Linked DNA regions of Sus scrofa: all the other regions are linked to region 2. A link is a contact called in public promoter capture Hi-C and targeted proximity ligation data. All regions are on one chromosome and are shown on one strand. The core of a region is the stretch at or near the end of the contact, and the rest is flanking DNA. Distances in the headings are between cores, read along the strand shown.

Evidence for each region. Promoter capture Hi-C pulls out the DNA fragments that hold promoters and counts their contacts.
Region 1: a contact with region 2 is called in a promoter capture Hi-C map of liver, with 4 times the contacts expected there. A contact is called at or near these places in 1 of 5 promoter capture datasets (liver) and 1 of 2 datasets of targeted methods (skeletal muscle).
Region 3: a targeted proximity ligation map of alveolar macrophages shows a contact between it and region 2. A contact is called at or near these places in 1 of 5 promoter capture datasets (liver), 5 of 47 Hi-C or Micro-C datasets (embryonic fibroblasts, epiblast stem cells, fetal skeletal muscle and 2 more) and 1 of 2 datasets of targeted methods (alveolar macrophages).

What each region holds. Positions count from the first base shown.
Region 1 is chr3:106,997,790-107,000,489 of Sscrofa11.1, reverse strand. It overlaps TTC27 (tetratricopeptide repeat protein 27), which reads left to right and starts at 1,365. Exons shown (of 21, transcript XM_021087655.1): 1 at 1,365-1,669. The coding sequence starts at 1,570.
Region 2 is chr3:106,060,293-106,062,992 of Sscrofa11.1, reverse strand. FAM98A (protein FAM98A) reads right to left here and starts at 1,426. Exons shown (of 8, transcript XM_003125249.5): 1 at 1,269-1,426. The coding sequence starts at 1,321.
Region 3 is chr3:106,857,755-106,860,454 of Sscrofa11.1, reverse strand. The region is part of intron 14 of TTC27 (tetratricopeptide repeat protein 27); the gene reads left to right. Among named protein-coding and RNA genes, the nearest start is that of LTBP1, 130 kb to the right of the region's middle.

The sequences.
Region 1 (2,700 bases), core at 116-2,615, 940 kb before region 2:
GTCAATGTGTTTCTGCATCTGTTGATCTTTAACCCAATTGTCAAGTAGCTTCCACAGTGTTGGATTTGGGACTTGAAAAACCAATGGATGCACCAATCAAATACAGATCCCTGCATAAATACCTTTTAATTACTTTTCAATGAGAAAACAGTCTGGGGCATCTACTCTTCTCTCACAACTCAAGTCTGGCTTCCTTTGGCATCTGCTGGCAGTGGGTGATCTGAGCTGAGCACCTCTTCCTTCTAAAAGCTGGAGGGGCTCTGGGTACTGAGGAAGAAAGTGAATTAAGAGTTTCCCTTCTCGGAGTTCCTGGTGCGGCTCAGTGCAAACAAATCTGACTAGCTTCCATAAGGACACAGGTTTGATCCCTGGCTTCGCTCAGCGGGTTAAGGATCCAGCATTGCTCATGAGCTGTGGTGCAGGTTGAAGACGCGGCTAGGATTTAACGTTGCTGTGGCTGTGGTGTAGGCTGGCAGCTGCAGCTCCGATTTGACTCCTAGGCTGGGAACATCCAAATGCCAGCGACTTCGGACACTTTGGGGAAAAAAAAAAAAAAGAATTTCGCTTCTCGCCTTGGAGCTGGTAATGGGCAAGGCTCCTCCAGAACTGCATTTGATTCCTACTTGAGTCCCTTGTGATCAGTGTCACCCTGCAGCTTTCTCCTGGTTCGTGTATGGCAACACACTCACAGTGCAGGCTGCATGCTAACTGGAGGCAGAATCCTGCCCCACCAAGTCAAGCTCTCAGAGCTCGGTCTTGACCATGAAGATTTAAGGACCTGACAGCTCTGGGCCCAGCAGCAGGCACTCAGGGCTGGCAGATTTCTTCAGTGTTCGCCGTCTAGCCTCCGAAAGCTTCTCTGCACCAGCGGCCGGGCCAGATGTCCCACCCAGTCATGATTTATGTAGCGGCAGCATCAAAACCTGATATTTCATTTACACTTGAATTCATTCCAGAATAAAGACCTCTGCTGAGGGCGTTCTTAACCTGGGGTTCACGGACTCCACTCAGAGGATCTAACTCCCTGAAATGCTACGGCAGTGTTGGTATAAAGGCTCACGTGCTTTTAAGGAAAAGACTACGGCTTTCGTTAGGTAGTCAGGACGGTTCTGAGTGAAAGAGTTTAGCGATCAAAGCCTCAGACATTTCAGTTGTATCTCATCTGGGCAAGACTGCAACATTCCACATCACTTCAACCCGCCCTCCGCAGCTCCAGCAGCTCCTCCCTCCAGGAGCCAGGGCTGAAGTAGACCGCGCGCTCTAAGCAAAGCCCTCCTCTTCCTCCTCGTCCGGAGCAGGGCATCCCCACTGGGCATGCTCGTAGCAAGGACTTGGGTTGGCCGCCAAGGCGGAAACTGGGCCGGAGAAAGCGTGTGTGTTTCCCAGGGTTCTCCGCGCTCCTGTCATGGCGGCCCCCTTGTGCCGGTATCCACACATGGGGTTCTAGGGCTGTGGATGTGTTCACAGGAACTGTCGCCACTAGTCTTCTGCGTCTTTGGACTCTCATCTTTCCACTTTCTTTGGTTGGCTCCTGTGTCACTCTTGTAGGAACGTCTTCTGGCTGCAGGGATGTCTGGGGTGATGTGGACCCCGGAGCTGGCAGTTCTGAGAGGCTTCTCCACTGAAGCTGAGAGGAAGCAGTGGAAGCAGGACGGAGTCGTTGGTTTGGGTGAGAGGGGTGCACCTGCCAGGGAAAGACTTAGGCCAGCGTGGGACTGTGGGGAGAAGTGGTGGCGGCGACTGGGTTCTCATACCTCGTGGTTTTATTTTTTTCCCACCAAAATCTAGGCTTTGGGTTGTTGCATACTTGATATGGTGGGCGTGGTCCCCAAGCTACATGCCTGTCTTCTCACCGTCCAGGTTCAGTAATAATAACAATGCCAATTATTTTTCTAAACTCTTGACATTTATTCAGCCATTTAATCCTTATAATAGGTTCCACTTCCATTCTCATTTTCCAGATGAAGTCCTTTAAGTACAGATTTGTTACGTAATTTATTCAAGGTCACACAGCTGGTAAGCACAACAGGTGAAACGAGGCAACAAAGATGTAATCTTGTAAGCAAAGCACATAGTGGGATATAGGCACTTCTGGTTGGGGGATTTAGGCTAGACACAGAGAAGGAGGAATGACAATTTAGGACAGTATGTAAGTGATCTCTGTGTATGTGTGTGTGCACTCGAGTTTGTGTGTGTACATAATAGGTTTCAGGAGAGAAGTTTCTGAAATCTGGTTATGGAAAAGTCTTATGGAAGAAATCAAACTTGACCTGATTTTTGATTAAAGAATAAGACTGACAAGTAAGGCAGGAATGTGCATTGGGATATTAGGGAAACTGTGAGTGAACCAGCTTTTCATTGGGCGGGGGGACAGTAGGGATAGGAGGAGTCAGACAGGGATAGGAAGCTTTCTGAGGAAACTTTTTTTTGTCAGTAGGAATCCTTTAAGATTCCCAGCAGAAGGGTGATGTTACTTGCTAATGAAGAATATTATTTCTGAGTCTAACTTCTGCCTTGCTGCACATAGTGTAGATAGGCTTCTAATCTAGGAGAAGTGATGTTTGTATAACGATAGAAATTTTCTCGGTGCTTTGTGATTGTTGTATAGCAAACATTCTAAGTATATACACTTTGTTGTGTACTAAAATGCTAACAGTGTTACCCTTTACAGTATAACATATTGTTCTTTGAATTATTGAA
Region 2 (2,700 bases), core at 177-2,676:
AGTGTTCAGACCAACATTGCCAACAGACCCAAAGTGTTTACTGAATACTTCATGTGTGAAATTTAACAATTTAGTCTAAGAGGTTCACCAAAAAGACACCACTTTGCTGATTGTGACTTTTACTTAGGTTCTCATCAAAGAAATAAGCTGCCTAAAGTCTGACTTTATTCATGAAAATTCAGAGCAAGCTCCAAAGAAAAGAGCAATGGTAATTCATATTGACAGAAAAAGATAAGCACAACCACTGCCTTTCCTAAAAATGGGCAGACTTTGGGAACCCTTGTTCTTTTAATACTAAAGTAAGCTTTCCCCCAAAGGCTTCCATGGCATGGAAAAACCTAGAGGAAGGTTTTGATAAGAGACTTGTTACTTTTATAGTTTTCTAAATCCGTATTTTTTTTTTTTAAGCTGTACTGTGGGCAAATATTTAATTATACAATTTGTTTCTGGACAGCATTTAGCCCAAGAAATTCTAAGTTCTCAAGTTTTAAGAGAGTACACTGATCTGGGTGACCCAGTGAGATAAGCAGCCTTATTTCCAGCTTCCAGATACTGATGAATTATGGCTGGGTTAACTGTCAGGGGGAGACAAAAATGCACAACAAATACGCTGGGACTTGGTGGGTGAGGATGCCCCTAAGACTAAGAGCTAATGGCGGCTCAGTGAAGGTGTGTCAGAGTCAAGGGAAACAGCGAGTGGTTCCCATGAAGGTGGTGACAGGTTAGGTGTATAAGTGAGCTGGCTGGCAGAACGGATGCAGCGCAGACATGTGCCTTAGGGAAGCCTGGGTGCATGCAGACATGACTGGGCAAAGGAGATTTTCTGAGCGAAGTGGGGTGGGGTAGGAGCAGGGGCTCAAGACAGAAGCAGGAAGTTTGGAGGACAAGTAGGAAAACAGAGAATCAACTTTGGCAACCTCCAGAGTGAGGGGGTAGGGCAGAAGGATGGGGAGCACGGAGAGAAGCTGGGGAGGGGGGTGGCGTGAACCAGAGCCCAGACAATGACACGCATGACTGACAAACGCTGCGGGAAACTTGGCTGCACCGAGCACAGGGCAGGCCTAGGGGCGTCGCAGCCGGAGGGCCCCGACCCAGCAGAGCAGGCAGTGGACGTGGCATTGGGGTCCTGGAGGTATAGGGAGGCGACAGCCAGGAGCCACGGGGTGAGGCGTGGAGAGGCAGGTGTCGCTGACTGAGGTGGAGAAGGAGTTTTCGGGCCGGTGGGCGACAGTGTGGGGTTTGGGAGACCCGTGCCCTGGCAGTCTTACCCTAGATCTTCCAACGACTCCAAGATGTCAGACTCCAAGAGGTCACACTCCATGCTACTGTGGTATTCAAATTTCCGAGTCGTCAGGCTCCCCTCTTCGCCGGCAACGCGTACACTCGCGCATGCGCTGCTTCCCCGGAACTTCCAAATCGACAGCTGGCGCCTCAGTCCATGCACTGCGCATGTCCGGAGCGTGCGTAAGAAACTTGGTCCCGCCTGCCGGCCCGCCCCGGCCGCCTGAAAGATGGTCAGGCGACACTACACGCACATGCGTATTACTGAATAGTGAAGCCGACGGCCCCAAGAAGGGCAGGAGGACTGGCTGCGTGGCAGCTGGGCGTGGGGACCTGGCGAGGGCCGGGGGCGCTCTAATTTTTCCTAATTGGGTGTGCGCATGTGCGAAGCTTGGGGCGAGGCGGGCGGGGAAGGATCCTCGGGCGGGGGAGGGTGGGGGTCCATAGAGTTGGGTGGGCGTTTGCTGTGAAACTGACTGTCTGGATCCCAGTCGCCTGAGTGGGTGACCAGCCTTACCTGTGGGCCGTAGAGAGGGAGAAGTTCGTTCGCTCTAATTCCTTAGAACAGGGCTAGAGACGGGACAAGTGCCGAGAATGGCAGATAACATGCCGTCGGAGTTCCTGGTGGCTGCAGTAGCTGTATTTCGGAGTTAAGGAGTAAACTTTCCCTTGACACGGATGTATTCAGAAAGTTGATTCATTCCGTTCCTTTGCCGTTCTCTACCAGACTTCTTAAGCCCTTCCCAGACACTAAGAATCTTTATTTTAAAGGGGTGGGGGAGGGAGGTAAGAGGGGGGCCTTCGCTGTGTGTCAATATCAAATAGGATGGAATATATTTAAACCCACGCAGTTTAAAGGGTAAATAAACTTTTTGTTGTACCGTTATCGATTTGGCATTTTTTGGCATGGTGTGACACTCGCATCACGATGGGCTGTGGTTTCTTGGCAGTTACTGGTTGGGTATGTACTTAGAATTTATTGAAAAAAATGAGAAAAATTGTTTTCGAAGTGATGGCATATTTAGAAAATTACATTTAACTATAAATGGGCATAATTGTGCACTGTGTAGGCATTAAAGAGTTTTCACACTGCTATCAGTAAATTTTATTTTGTAGTTCTCAAATATTTTGGTATCTAATGGATAAATGCTCCTTATTCTTCATAGTACCTTTAAAATTCCTTATTTTGCACCATCTGGAATGAGGGAAGGAATTAACATTTATTATGTATCTACTGTGTGTTTGAATTGTATTATTTCCTTGATCGGTGTTATTTTATGCAATCATCATAAGGCTGTGTAAGTATTACTCCCATTTTGCAGGTGAGGACACTAAGGCTTAGTTGGCTTGTCTATCAAAAATGGTAAGACCTGGCTTTTGAAACTGAGATATCTCTAAATTCATATTTATTCTTATTTG
Region 3 (2,700 bases), core at 90-2,589, 800 kb before region 2:
TACTCCATTATCTATACCTAAAAAGAGGAAGATATATTGAACAGGAGAGTCTCATGCAGATGATGTATAAACACCTGGGTTATCTCACATTGTGAATTCTCTGGAAGGCGTGGGCATGTAGAAGAACCAGTAGTAACCAAATCTAGGACGTGAATAAGAGGAGGCCACTCAGCAGTTAATAGGCTTCCTAGTGAAAGAAAAAAGCATAAAATTTAGTTGCCCCTCTCGTTTAAAGGAAGACACTGAAATAGAGGAAACTTTGAGAGAGAGAAGCTGACAGCTTAAGACGTGTGTTTCCTTAGGGAGGAGAACTTAGTGTTCAGTAAATGAGAAATTTGGTTGCGAAAGGGTTGGTAGTACACATTTTTAAAAAATATGAGCACGAAGCATCCCTTCAGGAAAAGCTACTACCAAAACAGCATTGATATCTCTCTTGGTTTTGGCTTGGGTCATTTCCTGTATAATGAAGACACATTCAAAAACTTATCTGCATTTGGGGTCATGGGAATGACTCAGGGATGTGGAAGGGAGAGCATGGAGAGTGTAGCTTTCAGTTATAATGTGTGATACTGTATCATATGGGACCTCAGAAAAATTCAGTAAATCCTATAAGGAAAATAAATGAAAAGAGTGAAGCTACTGATAATTATTATTTGGATTCCCTTAATTTCTTTCTTTTTTTTTTTTATTGAAGTATAGTTGATTTACAGTGTTGTGAAGCTATTCTGCAGAAACCTTGGGAAGGAAGCCAATTTGAGTAGTAAGCTCATAATTTAAGGAAGAAAAGTGTAACAAACAAAGGGCATCTTGCAGAGGTGCTTTAAATACCCTTGTAAAAAATAACTTTGTAAAAGTAATCCATGCCCATTGTCCAGTGGTGCTTAATCCTCAGAGGAGCATGCTGTTTAACCTCTTTTTGTTGTTGTTGTTGTTTTTTTGGCCACCCTGAGGCGTATGGAGTTCCCGGGCCAGGGATCAGATCCGAGCCGCAGTTGCGACCCAAACTGCAACTGTGGCAACACTGGATCCTTTACCCACTGTGCTGGGCATTGAACCTGCCTTCCAGTGCTCCCAAGACACTGCCAATCCTGTTGTGCCCCAGCAGGAACTCCTTAACTTCTGTTTTAATTATTGAGGTTTACTAAGTATTGTAGTCACTTTCTTCATCACATGGATTGCACAACAGGAACCAGGAACCATTGTGTGGCTTTAGGCAAATCACTTCTTATTAGGCCTTTTTCCTCTCAGCTTCTTTTCAGTGATTTCTAAGGCCTCTGGTTGAATTGATTTCCTCCTAGTTGGTCAAACTTGCTGTTCTATTTGCATCATCAGTATATTTGTTTTACCGCTAGATGGCACCAATGTACCTTTGAACCCTGTCACCTCTGAGTTTTAAAAATCTGGGGTCTGAAGGGGCCCTGGAAGTTTTGCTTAATCCACTGTCAGTTAAATGACTGGGCAACTGAGACTCAGGTTAAGTGACATGACCAAGGTCATATGGTTCCTCAGAACCTCTTGAATCCAGTCTTTCCCTCTCTTCCACTGTTTCTCTAGGGAGCTTTGTGAGGGTAATTTAATGAGAGATCATGTTCTCAACTATCCCAGCTTTTGATAATAGTTTTAAAATAACTTAAAACTATTCTTTAAGTACATGTATCATCACATGCATTTCCGTATTGGCTCCTTTAGAGGAAAAAGCTTAGACTACCGCCTTCTAAAGATCACTGCCCTGCCTATAGCCAGCCTGCCTTCACAGTTTGCCCTGGAAATAAGCTGCACAGAAATCTCAACCAGAGCCCCTCTGTCAGATGATTACCTTTCTCCATTCTTGCCCAGTGCCTTGGTAAGAGGTTTGCCTTTCAGCTCTTTCCTCCAGCTAAGCGTGGGCATCCACTCTTCTGCTTTGTCTTTGTCCACTTGCCTAATCAGGAGAGGTGCGTGGGAGGAGGGAGGAGTAGCTAACGCCCAGCTTCTTTAAAAAATCAATCTCCCAGGTTTTCCCATGTGTACTAGAGTCTTGCCTGCCCCTCACCCGCCCCCCACCAGTCTCTCTCCTGACTTGGCCATGAGTCATGGCTATGTGTGGGCAGAAGGTAAGCGGGAGGCAGCGTGGGCCTTTGGAGAGATGGGCTCTGGAGTCCCACTGACCAGGCCTCCAATCCCTTTTCTATCCCTGACTGACTCTGTGGTCATGGTCACATCTTGAATGAGGGTAATATTTACTACCTTGCAAGGCTGTTGTGGGGAGTGGATGAGGTGATGTGTGAAAACTCAGGCTATCAGCGCTTGGCACGCATAATACATGCTCACTAAGGGCTAATTATTCTGGCTGCTGTCATATGAAGAGGAACAAGAGGGACTATAGTATATGAATGTTGGAGCCCATGGGAAGCTCTCTACTAGAGGAGCTAGTTTTTTTAATGGAGAAAAAAAGGGAGACATGTCGATAGGCCAGGATCTATGCCAGTGCCTTGGAGAAATAGTGTAGAACCATGCTGCCCAGTACGGGAGCCACATGCAGTTAAGCACTTAAAATGTGGCTGGTCAAATTGAGATGTGCAGTAACTGTAGAACACATCAGGTTTCAAAGACTCTGCGTGAGAAAAATGATTATAAAATATCTCCAGGAGTATCCTCATAGTACGGTGGGTTAAGGATATGGCATTGTACTGCAGTAGCTCAGGTCACTGCTGTGGTGCG